Regions from separate parts of the Mus musculus genome. Here region 2 is linked to region 1. Evidence: chromatin contacts called from public promoter capture Hi-C data. All regions are on one chromosome and are shown on one strand. Each heading gives the region's core, a stretch centred on a gene start, on an enhancer-like site or on the middle of the called end of the contact. The rest is flanking DNA. Distances are from core to core; before and after follow the strand shown.

Evidence for each region. Promoter capture Hi-C pulls out the DNA fragments that hold promoters and counts their contacts.
Region 2: a contact with region 1 is called in a promoter capture Hi-C map of liver, with 3 times the contacts expected there. The contact joins two enhancer-like sites. A contact is called at or near these places in 3 of 39 promoter capture datasets (erythroid cells, hippocampal neurons and liver) and 2 of 115 datasets of contacts at active chromatin or transcription factors (fibro-adipogenic progenitors and large pre-B cells).

Annotation. Positions count from the first base shown.
Region 1 is chr9:50,590,587-50,596,607 of GRCm38.p6, forward strand. It overlaps Sdhd (succinate dehydrogenase complex, subunit D, integral membrane protein), which reads right to left. Exons shown (of 4, transcript NM_025848.3): 4 at 5,754-6,021. Among named protein-coding and RNA genes, the nearest start is that of Sdhd, 10 kb to the right of the region's middle. Within about 2 kb of position 2,580, at least 51 of the 459 cell types and tissues checked have an H3K27ac peak or open chromatin away from gene starts, as enhancers often do. A contact at or near this core is called in liver, where this site is marked.
Region 2 is chr9:52,052,715-52,058,735 of GRCm38.p6, forward strand. The region is part of intron 1 of Rdx (radixin); the gene reads left to right. Among named protein-coding and RNA genes, the nearest start is that of Rdx, 7.8 kb to the left of the region's middle. Within about 2 kb of position 2,612, at least 5 of the 459 cell types and tissues checked have an H3K27ac peak or open chromatin away from gene starts, as enhancers often do. A contact at or near this core is called in liver, where this site is marked.

The sequences.
Region 1 (6,021 bases), core at 1,330-3,829:
GTTCATAGTTTGATTAATTAGACCACAGCCTGTAATTCATTCAATAAATCCCATACATATATAGAGGGGAGGATTCATTTGTAAGTTCTGCTACTATAGAGAACGCTGTCACAACTCTCTGTCCCTTTGTTTAAGAGCACAGAACTAATTCATTCCAAGTCTCCTCCAAATTAGAATTAAATTCACCCCCCCATCCCCCGCAATTTTTCCGTGTTTCTGGGTCCTTTTATAATTTTTCCCTTATAGTAGCCATTACAACACTCCCGGTAATTCATATTGGTTTTCAGCACAAAGAGGAAAGTTCCCAGCAGAACGGTGCAGCTCCTGGCCCCTACAATTGCTGAGTCCTCTGCTCATTGCCTGCAGCTGCCAAATTAAGCAACAGGCGTGGGGATCCCCAATGTCAGCAGAAATGGCCTGAAAAGAAAGCTGTGTTCACATTAGGTAGCTCTGCTCTCCCTGTGACTAACATTTTTTCATAAGCTTCTCGGGCTCTGACTCACTTCTCTATTTGAGATGTTTATTTCCTGGAACACAGTATAACACTTAATGCCATGAGAACCCATTTTCACTTTGAATGATGCTAAAATTCTGTGACAGCCAGAGAAAAGCTTCCTCCTCCTCTGCTTCATGTTTTTGTTTTGGTTTTGTTGACACAGGGTCTCACTATGTAGTTCAGGCTGGTCTCAAACTCACTCTTCTTGTGTCTGTCTCCCAACTGCTAGGATTGAGGCATGTGTCGCCACATCCTGCTGAGGCTCCCAAGTGTGGTGCAAGCATGCGTGTATGTGCATTCGTGGTGTGTGTATGTGGGGGGGAGGGGAGCTTGGGTGTTCAAGTGAGTGTTTGTGCACGTTGTGTGCATGCATGTGTGTGTTCATGGTGTGTGTGTGTGCGCGCACATGCGTGTGTGTGTCTGTGTGTGTGCATGTGTGCACAGCACAGTGAAGAAAGCACATTCCCACCTCACTTTTGTGTCTCCTCCCTTTTGTTTTTGCTCTGTGATACACTGGTTTTACCTGGGGCTCCTCCAATGGGCTTAGAACAGGGCTATCCACGGGTGCATTGCTATCCACCAATGGCAATGCCACAAGAGTTTTATTGAATAAATTTATTAGATGAAACAAAAGGACCTAAACACAGACCTATTGAATTCTTTGAGCTCCTAAGTGACTGGGGAAAAACAAAGTTTAAGTGAATCGCACAAAACTCTACAGTAAGAGCCCGGAGGGCAAAGAGCAGCGCAGACTCTATGTGGGAGTGACAGTCAGTCTGAGGGAGAGGGACTCGGCACCAAGGGCTACCAACAGAGGTGAGTCGAAGCTCAAGTAGCAAACCATCAGTCACACCCATCTCTCCCTCTCTTCTGTTTGTTTGGTTTTTGCAAGACAGGGTTTTTCTGTGTAGTCCTGGCAGTCCTGGAACTCACTCTGTAGACAAGGTTGGCAATGAACTCAGAGATCCGCCAGCCTCTGCTTCCTGAATGCTGGGACTAAAGATGTGTGCCAACACTGCCCAGCTCACACCCATCTCTTTAGAAGAACAGTCAAACCAGAAAAGGAGCTGGAAATGTTTTTTAACATGTTATACGTATGGATGTTTTGTCAGCAAGTATGTCTGTGTACCATGTGTGTGTAGCACCCCAAAAAGACCAAAAGAGTGTCTGGTTTCCCCCTGGAACTGGAGATATAGAGGGTTATAAGCTGTCATGTGTGTGCTTGGGATTGAATCCAGAGTGTCCACAAGAGCAGCAAGTGCGCTTAACCACTGAGCCATCCCTCCAATCTATCCTGTCCCTTATTCACAACATCTGAAGACATGAACTCTAACAAACAGAAAAAAAACATAAAATAAAGGGTGGAGTTGCATGCAAGAGACTGAGGTGAGTGGGCCGAAGGGAGTCTGATGTCACGCTGGGCCACACAGCTGAGCTCAGAGCCAGCCTGGACTGTGTAGCAAGACCAGTTTCAAAACAGAAATTTCAAAAAGCAAAATTAGGGGCTAAAAATGTGACTCAGTGGATAAGACCACTCACTGGTACAGTAAGAGGACCCAAGTTCAAATCCCCAGCCTCCATATAACTGCTAGAGAGGGCAGTGCATACCAGTAGCCACTGCACTGACAGGAGCGATCCTATGAGCTCACTGGGCAGCTAGCCTAGCCAAAATGCTAAGTCAAATTCAGTGAGAAACCCTGCCTCAAAAAATAAGGTGGAGAGCAGCCAAGAAAAAGACCCAGCATCCTCCTCTGGTCTCTACATGGGCACAAACATATTCCTCCTAACCCCTAAACACAGATACACAGCAACAAGATAAATCTGAATGAGTTCCACAAATACAGAGGTTGAACACAAAGAAGAAAAACCATGTTCACCACTAGACAAAGACACAGATCCAAGGCCATTGATCACACTATTACTTATGACAGAAAATAGATTCAAGCTAGAGGTGTAAACAAAAGGACCAGGTCCACGGATGGTGAGACCCACTGGGGAACCTCCTACAATCACCTACTCTGGAAGAGCAGCTCTATTACACAAGACTGCACGGAAGCGGAAGCGCTGACTGGCATCCGCAGATGCAGATAGGTGTGGCAATGGCGTGGCAGTGCAGTGACGTCATCCAAGACTCAGGCTCCTCTGTGCATGTCCTCTTTAGCATCCTGACTGGTGCTCACAGTGATACCTCTCTCAAGTTCCTTCTCTCATAGATAAAACTATTTTAAAGCAGAACGGAGCTCGAGGACATGAGAGTGAGAGAGAGAAAGGGAGAGAGAAAGAGACAGAGAGAGAGAGAGGGAGAGAGAGAGAGAGAGAGAGGTCCGAGGAAATAGAAGCGGAGGTAGAAAAGCCACACTTAGTAGAGTAAAAGTACAAGCTATACTTAGACTGTATCTACTCTGAAGAACACACCAAAAAGAGAATTGGTGCCCTCGGCCTTTATTCCTTGTAATTATTACCTTCTCCGCAGCCCAGAGTGACAATGTGCCTCTGGCATGAAAGCAATATCCCATCCTTTCAGGCCAACCAAGGAGAAAATCCATCCTAATACTACTTGGGAGGCTGGATGGCCCAGTGGTTAAGAGCACTTGCTCCTGTACCAGAGGACCCAGGTTGGTTCCAGACTCAACCTTCTGCAGCCCCAGTTCCAGAGATAATCTGGTGCCCTCTTCTGGTCTCCATGGGCACTGCATTTAGTGTGTGTGTGTGTGTGTGTGTGTGTGTGTGTGTGTGTGTGTGTGTGTGTGTGTGTGTGTGTGTGTACACTTCTGCACGCACACACGTGCATGCATACACACATAGAAGAAATAACTGCATCAGATCCTCTGTGTACACATTATGGCTATTAGGTTGGTGTTTTTGTGAGCCTCTTAACAGTAGGAACGGGTGTATCTCTGACACTTTTGCCTGTTCTTGAGACTCTTTTCCTTCTATTGGAATGCCTTGTCCCAGCCTCCACTAGGATTTTTGCTTTGTCTTATTGTAGCGTGTTTTGTCCGTCTGGCTAGCCTCCCTTGGAGGGAGAAAATGGAGGGGGACTGGATCTAGAGGAGAGCTAGGAGAAGGGGAGGGAGGGGAAACTGCGGTTAGGATGTAGTCTATGAGAGAAGAATCTATTTTCAATTTTAAAAGCTTAAAGAAAAAAAAAAAAGATCTGGCTTCGGGACAGGGAGATGGCTCAGCGGGTGAGGTGCTTGATTCTGAGCCTGTTGACCTGAGTTGGGTCCCCAAAACTCACACGGTGAAAAGAGCTGACTCCTGCAGGGTGCCTTCCGACCTTCACAGGAGTGTGTTCCTCCCTGCATCTGAGCACATACAAGATAAGTGGCGCACGCCTTTAATCCCAGCACTCAGGAGGCAGAGGCAGGTGGATTTCTGAGTTCGAGGCCAGCCTGGTCTACAGAGTGAGTTCCAGGACAGCCAGGGCTACACAGAGAAACCCTGTCTCAAACAAACAAACAAACAAAAAGTAAGTGCTTAAGAATTCTTTTTTTGGCTCACTGTGTAGTCAGTTGAGGGCCAGTCACTCTGTGGCTGGAACTCTGGAGTGCCTATGGCACTGTCACCATTTAATCCATCTCACGCTTTAGCTCTGTGGTGGGGAAGGAGTCTCTAAAGCACTGCAGCCCGCACTTCTTGGAGCTCTGCACTTTACACTCGCTGTCGCCAGTTTGCTGTTAGCCCTGTGGTCACTTTGAAGCTCCTGCCTTTGGGTCATGTTTAACCTTCCAATTGGTTACCAACTGTGTAGCCTATACACTGACTCTTAAGGCCAACGCTGGCTCACTTTGAATCTGGCCACAGAAAGCCAGCACTTAAAAAAACAACAACACAAAACCCATACAGGGAGCTGGCAGGCTTTCACCACAGCACCTGAACTCTGCCTTGGTAGTCTGTAATTAGTTACTTATTATGTATTGTTTGCATTGCATGTGCTTATGCAGTTTGTAGGGTAAACAGTGGGTCATTTCACCTCCACCCTGTGGGTCCCGAGGCTCAAATTCAGGCTGTCATGCTCAGCAGTTAAATAACCTCACCTGCCGAGCCCTCTCGTCCTCCTGTATCTTTTTTATTATATCAGCTTTTCCTTTTAGTGGCGTGTGGTTCATGTGTGTCACAGCACAGCTGTAGAGATCAGGGAACAATGGGAGTCACCTTCCCACCACGTGAATCCCTGTCAGGCTTGGCAGCAGGTGTCTTTACCCACTGAGCCATCTCTCCGGCCCCTTTTCCAAGCCCGTGAGCTCTGATCATGCCGCCTGACATACTGATACAAATGGTTGCCCTTTCATGGAAACCCTTCCCGGCCTTGCCGCCCAGGCCATCCTCCGGGAGTGAAATGTACAGTGTGGTTCATCAAGGCTCACAGTCAGCGCACCCAGAACACAGACTGAGAAAGCTTGGCACTCACCCGAATGATAGCACAGTTCTAACCCCTACCACTCCACCTTCATGCTTAAGCTGCCCGTTTCTGCCCATCATGAGCCCTTTCGTCCCGTGGCATTCTATGTGAACTACTCATTTGCTAAGTCACACAAAGCTAAACTCAGTTCTAATTCCCAATTGTGGATGTACTTACTTTTAATTATTGTTTTTTGGGTTTGTTAAGTAAGGGTCTCACTCTGTAGCTGGCTTGGAACTTACTGTGGTCTACGTTGGCCTCAAACTCCCAGCAATCATCCCCCAGACTCGCAGAGAGTGGGATCACAGGCATCTACCACCATACCTGGCATAACCCTGGTTTTTTGTTGTTGTTGGGGTTTTGTTTGTTTTTTGTTTTTTCGAGACAGTGTTTCTCTAAGTAGCCCTGGCTGTCCTGGAACTCACTCTGTAGCCCAGGATGGCCTCAAACTCAGAAATCCGCCTGCCTTTGCCTCCCAAGTGCTGGGATCACAGGCATGCGCCACCACTGCCCGGCATAACACTGTTTTAATGAATAAAACTACAGCCTGCCTGGCAGGCCACTACTCAGGCTAGTCAGATGGCTTGAGCCCAGGATTTTGATGCTAGCCTGGGCAACAAACTAAGGCACCATTTGAAACTAGAACAAAACAAGTGAGTTTTGTGGTTTCACAACTGTAACTCCAGCACTTGAGGGGCAGAAACAGAAAGATTGCAAAGTTTGAGGCCATCCTGGTCTACCTACAGAGAATTTCAGATCAGTATGAGCTTGTAAGAGTCTATTTCAAACATGTAAGCACCAACCAAAACCCAAATATTAGAGAATACTAGCACATAAAAAAAAAGTACAATGTATTTTCATTATATAATATTTTATTTAAAAATTTTGTTTTTTCAGAGTACACTTTCTTTCTCATTAACAACTCCCACGGTGGGAAGACAGTTTATCACTTAGTCTTATACTTTTGGACAGCTCACTTCTGCACAATTGAGATACATTTGAAGAGTAGTCTGTTTGCAATCTGTCATATTTTAATCCACAAACAAGGAGAACTCCCTAAATTGAACTTGTCTAAATCCAGCTTTCCTCAACCTCCTTCCTAAGACTTAGACAAATTAGT
Region 2 (6,021 bases), core at 1,362-3,861, 1.5 Mb after region 1:
CAAATCTATGATCCTAGCTGCCCTTGGATGAGGCAGGGGATTGCATGTTCAAGGTCAGTCTGGACAATTTAGCTCTCCATCTCAAAATAAAAAAATAAATAAATACAGGGCAGCAGATAGAGGTCAGTGATAGCGTACCTAATAGGATCCAGTCCCCTCGGTGGGGTGGACATGGGTACGGTTTTACATACAGTACAAAGGAGTACCACATTAGTATTTTCTCTGAGAGTGGGGGGTAACTAACTTTATAAATTGTACTACTAGTAATTGATATTCTAGAGGATTTTTTTTTTCTCTAAATTTTAGTTACTTCTAAACTTAGTTATTATTGGCTTTCAGGACCTTAAATGTTTCTTTTAACTTTTAAAAAGTTGAAATTAAATAAGAGATTTGCTACAAGTGAATTTGTAAGGTTTTGAGTCTTTACATCATTTAAGATACACTGAGTGAAAGTAATAGTAAATTCTCAACTCTGGCCTGGGGCCTTCTCCATTAGCTTAGACTAAGATGGTTTTTTCCTTTGGTTAGTTGTAGGATGAGTTGAGTACCTTGTCTTGATACAAAGTATCAAAGGGAATAGGGGAGGATTCGTTTTCAGAAGCTTCTCCCAAGAGGTTTTCGCCTTGGCCAGGATTGTAGCATGTTCTATATCTCCTACATTTGCCATTGCTGATCAGATTGTTTTCTTTTGATTTTGTTCCATTATTTTCCTAGTAATATACCAAATGCATTGAATTCTTTTGTCCCCAAGTGGAAAAAGAGCCAAAGTGATCTGTCATATATTAGTAATGCTTAAATGAACATGCAGCTAACATTCTTGGTTCAGAACTTAAATTATAATATGAAAAACATTAATTGCTGTTAAAAATGCTTTATTAAATTATTCTACAGGACTAAATCCAGCCTCCTGCCAGGTTTTACAAGTAAAGTTTTTTTTGAATGATTGCAACATAAGACTATGGCTTATGAAATCTAACATGTTTATTTACCTGGCCCTTTACAGAGAAAGTTTGCTGAACTTTTTTTTTTAAAGTGTCAGTCATGTATCCAGGCAATTGTTACACTATGGTACACTATGCATTTAGGATGGAAGAGATCCTGAGGTGTTGACAGTGTAAAAAAACACGTGCCATACTGAATATCTTAAAAGTGTATTAAGTGGGATTATGGAGTATGTCAGCTGGAATTAGTATTAGTGTATAAAGTTCAAAGAATTCTCTGTGATGTCAATTCTGGATATTTCTTGCTTTCTATTTTTTTAAAATTTTAAATATTCCTGTTTCTGTAAATTAATAATCTTTGAATAAAAGACAGGTGGAGTAGATGTATTTGTCCTTAATAAAGAATCCCCCCCTTTATAAAATGGACAATGAAGCTGTACAGCATCTTAGGGTTAATTGACAGTGTCTTTTCAAGTGTGTTATGTCTGTAGGCTAATATGTCTGAGGATAGCTATGTGCATCCCAACACATCTATAGATGACAGTGCCATGTTGAAGTGTCAAAAGTTGGACACTCATTGTAGGGGGGAATGGATTGAATTTTCTTCGATGTCATGAGAACTGATACTTAAATTTTTTAGGTTCTATATTTAAAGAAACTATACAAACTTAGTTTGGTTTTAAGTAGAAGTGTATATATTGGAAAGATTACTATATGTACCTCAAACAAGCAGCATGATAATTATAGTCATTATTAAATGTGACATTTAATTCTTTAATTCAATAAAATAACTGAAATGGTTTTAGAACAAGATATAGTAAGCTTTATTATGTTTGTGTTTGTTGTCTCATTGATTCTTACTAGCTTGGCCATTTTATAACATTAAGATGAAAAGAAAATGTTGTCCTTGAAAAATAACAGCTAAAGTATTACCTATAGCCTAGATCCTCATCAAAAGCAACAAAACCCTGCTACTGCTAAATAATGTCTAATGTCTCAAAAAATATAAGGTGTAGAGATATTTGTGAATACAATGTTGAGTCTTTGGTTCTTTACTGCTACATGAGTCTGCTTTTCTCTTCCCATTTCTAACGGCATAAAAATGTTTGTTTTATATTTATTTATTTTATATCTTAGTACACTGTCCCTGTCTTCAGACACAGCAGTAGAGGTCATCAGATCCCATTACAAATGGTTGTGAGCCACCATGTGGTTGCTGGGAATTGAACCTAGTCAGTCTCTTAACCACTGAGCCGTCTCTCCAGTACCTAAAAAAATGTTTTCTTAAATGTAAAATGAAGAAGTTGAACTGGAGATGGCTGTCTTACTTACATTTTAGCACATATTTACAAATGATGCTTCATTTGTCTTTCTGACTACCTTAGTAACTATATATTTAAAAAATATTTTAGGTCAGAATTGAAATTCAAGATAATATGTTATTTTAGTACCATTTTACACTTGTTTTAGAAATTAAAATTTTCTCAACTTGCAAATATTTTTTTAAAAATATCTTTAAAACATAGACTACTACCACATGAATACGTCTTAGATATCTTTAGAATTACCTATCAGTTTACAGCTTTGATGATGGTAGAGGAGAAAGCTTTCTCAGCTTTTGTTGTCTGGGACTGGCTTGCCTAGGACTGCATGAAGAAAATCGAATAGGACCAGCAGAACCTAAACCCAGGCTGTGAAGGACTCTGACCTCACTAACTAGTTCCATGCCTTCAGGCAAGCCTCTTAACCACTTCTTCCTTTCTTTTTAGAGGTATAGGAGTTAGGAGTTGGAATACTAAAGTAGGCTGGGGAGAAGGCAGGCAGTTAGGAGAATTAGACCACGTCTGTAAGTGCCTTTAAAGTGAGCATACTGCAGATGTAAGATAGTCTTGTCTTCTGCACTTCACTTGGGAACTGCGTAAGTTGAGAGAGAGAGAGAGAGAGAGAGAGAGAGAGAGAGAGAGAGAGAGAGAGATTACTACACTATTAAGCTAATATATATAATAAACTTTTTTTTTGGTTATTTTTAAGGTTTTAAACCTGAGTGTGTGTGAACTTGGATAAAGTTGTATCCTTTGTCACATATTCTGTTATGAATGTAGCAGTATCAGAGAGGCTGTTTCCATAAGACTTATTAGGGATCTTCATAATGCATTCAAGTTATTTTAGTGTAGTATTTATTTTTTTAAATATTTGTAACTTTTACCAGAGAGGAATAGCAATCCTTTATTTACTTATGTATTTAATATGAGTACACTGTTGCTATCTTCAGGCACACCAGAAGAGGGTATCTGATCCTATTATAGATGGTTGTGAGCCACCATGTGGTTGCTGGGAATTGAACTCAGGAAGAGCAGTCAGTGCTCTTAACCACTGAGCCATCTCTCCAGCCCTCAGTATAGTGTTTATAATGCTCTTTACTTACAAGTCTGGTGATTAAATCCAGTACTACTGTTATTTAAAGTGTTGGAAAAGAATCAAATATATTTGTGTATCTGATATATCTGACATAGATTTGTATATTTTAAGTTTTGATAATTACATTCAAGCACTATACATTTCTTATAATTTTATGTACTTCATACATTTATTGTATGAGCTTAAACACCTCTGGGAGGTGGTTCACAGGTCTCCCTAGAGTGTCCCACATGGAGGAAAAAGGATTGATAAGTTCTTTGTCAGTGTCATAACTGTTGATTTGCCTGCCGTTTACCTAATTGAGGCATTTTAAACTTGTTTTTATTGTATTACTTCCTAGTTTCCCAGAAAATTGGCCAAGAGTTCTTTTAGAATTTTATATAGAGACAACTACTTTGCTCTTCCGTAGTTTGACTCCCAAAAGACTGAAAATGGTTATAGTTAGGCCTTGGGAGAAGAATAACTTGAAAGTAAAATTAGTTTGGTGTTAATTATTGAAGCTTCAGTGTAAGCCACTACTAGACTCCGCTCGGCAGCACCTGTTGCAGCACCTGACCTGTTGGTGTGTTGTGCCAGTGCAGCAGAAAGCCACTTATATGAGGAAGGTCAGCCTCAGAGTTGAAGGACAGAGGATGCTATATATCAATGTTTCCTCTTTTGTGGCATTTTGTTTGTTCATATGGGTAGGTGGTGGGAGGTGGGAGACAGCTGCTGTCAGCATCTCTTCAGACTGAAGCCTCTGAACTGATAACTAGGTAATTGCTGCTACCTTTGTGCTTCTGAGGAACTTGGTATGCAAAAGACATATAGGGTGGAACCTCTGGAAGAAATTCAGGAGTGGGAGAAACTGCAGTGGCAAAAATTCACATTAATAAACCTGCAAGGGAAACATTAAACAAATTAAAGGGGCAAGGAGAGTCATTGCTTTATGACTATAACACGAACTTTATGTTTTATGAATATAGCTTTATGAATATAACATGAATTCAGCAATGGTTGGGCCACCAGCTTGTCTGTTTGGCAGCCATGTAGATAGAGAAGGAAGACAGGATGCTGAAAACAAGTAGTTTCACGTTAGAAATGAAGTAGTTTCTTGGCTTTTCATGTGATCTTTTTTTTTTTTCTCTTTTGCTACTGGCAGATGCTAGTTTTATTTAAAGTGTATCATCCTAGAAGTGACTTGATGTGTACCATTCATGGTAAATAGTATTTTGGTATGAACATTGTTCATTGATCACTAACTTGACTAAAACTTAGATTTTAATTCTACTTACATATAGTTTGTCCTAGAAAAATTTAAAGGTCAAATCCCTGTGCATACCGCATTATGGAAGATAGCCGGTTAGTGAGATATGCCCTTCAGAGTTTCCCATCTGACGTTTAAACACTTAAAAGTAAAACCTCTAGGGGCTGGAGAGATGGCTCAGGGGTTAAGAGCACCGACTGCTCTTCCAGAGGTCCTGAGTTCAATTCCCAGCAACCACATGGTGGCTCATGACCATCTGTAATGGGATCTGATACCCTCTTCTGGTGTGTCTGAAGACAGCTACAGTGTACTTATAAATAAAATAATTTTTACAAAAACTAAACAAAAAGAAACTCTCTAGGGAATATTGTGATTATTTTGATGGGGACTGAGATAATATTGCTGGCCACAAAGAAATATCCCAGAAGCGCGTCCACAGAGATATACAGTGCTGTACGGCAGGCAAGGTTCCTACATTGGAGAGTTCACTAGGGTTGTAAGCTCTCTAAAATGATCAGGTATGAAAAATAAGCCTCTTTGAGCTAAAAATCAAATTTAAAGAGATATAAAGTAAATATAAGAATAAAAGAATTTTTAAACATCATATCATGAAAGTATTAAAAACTTTTTTCAGTCAAAAATAAATAAAAAAAGACTGTCTAGGAATGTTCTAGATTGCCTAGTGGTTAAAACCATTGTGCTCTTCCAAAGGACCCAAGCTAAGTTCCTAGCACTCAAATTGGGCCACTCACAGCCACCTCTAACTCTAGCTCCAGGAGATTTTGATACCGTCTTCTGGCCTCAGCAAACACCTTTACACACATAGAAATGAAAATTTAAAAATCTTTTAAAATATTTTTCTATTAATAAAACACCAAAATTTTATAACGTAGACATATAATACAATACATTGAAAATAACTGAGAATGGGGCTGGAGAGATGGCTCAGTGATCAAGAGGGTTTCTTGCTCTTTCAGAGGACTGTCAGAGGACTGGAGTTTGAGTCTCAGAACACATCAAATAGCTCACAGCTGCCCGAAAATCCAGCGCCAGGGATTCTGCTGTCCTCTCTCGGCCTCGGTAGCACATGCACACAGGTGGTGTACATCCACGTACGCACGCACGCACGCACGCACGCACGCACACATAAATAAAAATCAATCTTAAATGTGGAGAAACTGGGCCTGCTGACTCCCACCTGTAATTCTAGCACCCTGGGAGCAGAAGTGGCAGGATTACCTCAAGTGTGTGAGTCCAAGGCCAGCCAGAGCTTCTGTGAGACCTTGCCTGAAAATGCAAGACAGTCGCTCATCTGTAGAAACCTGTTGGCTAGAGGAGAATCACTCAGTTAAAGGGGTGGAAAATTTGAAAACATAGTCAAAAGATTAAATAGGAAAATGTCAGAATGTGTCCAGA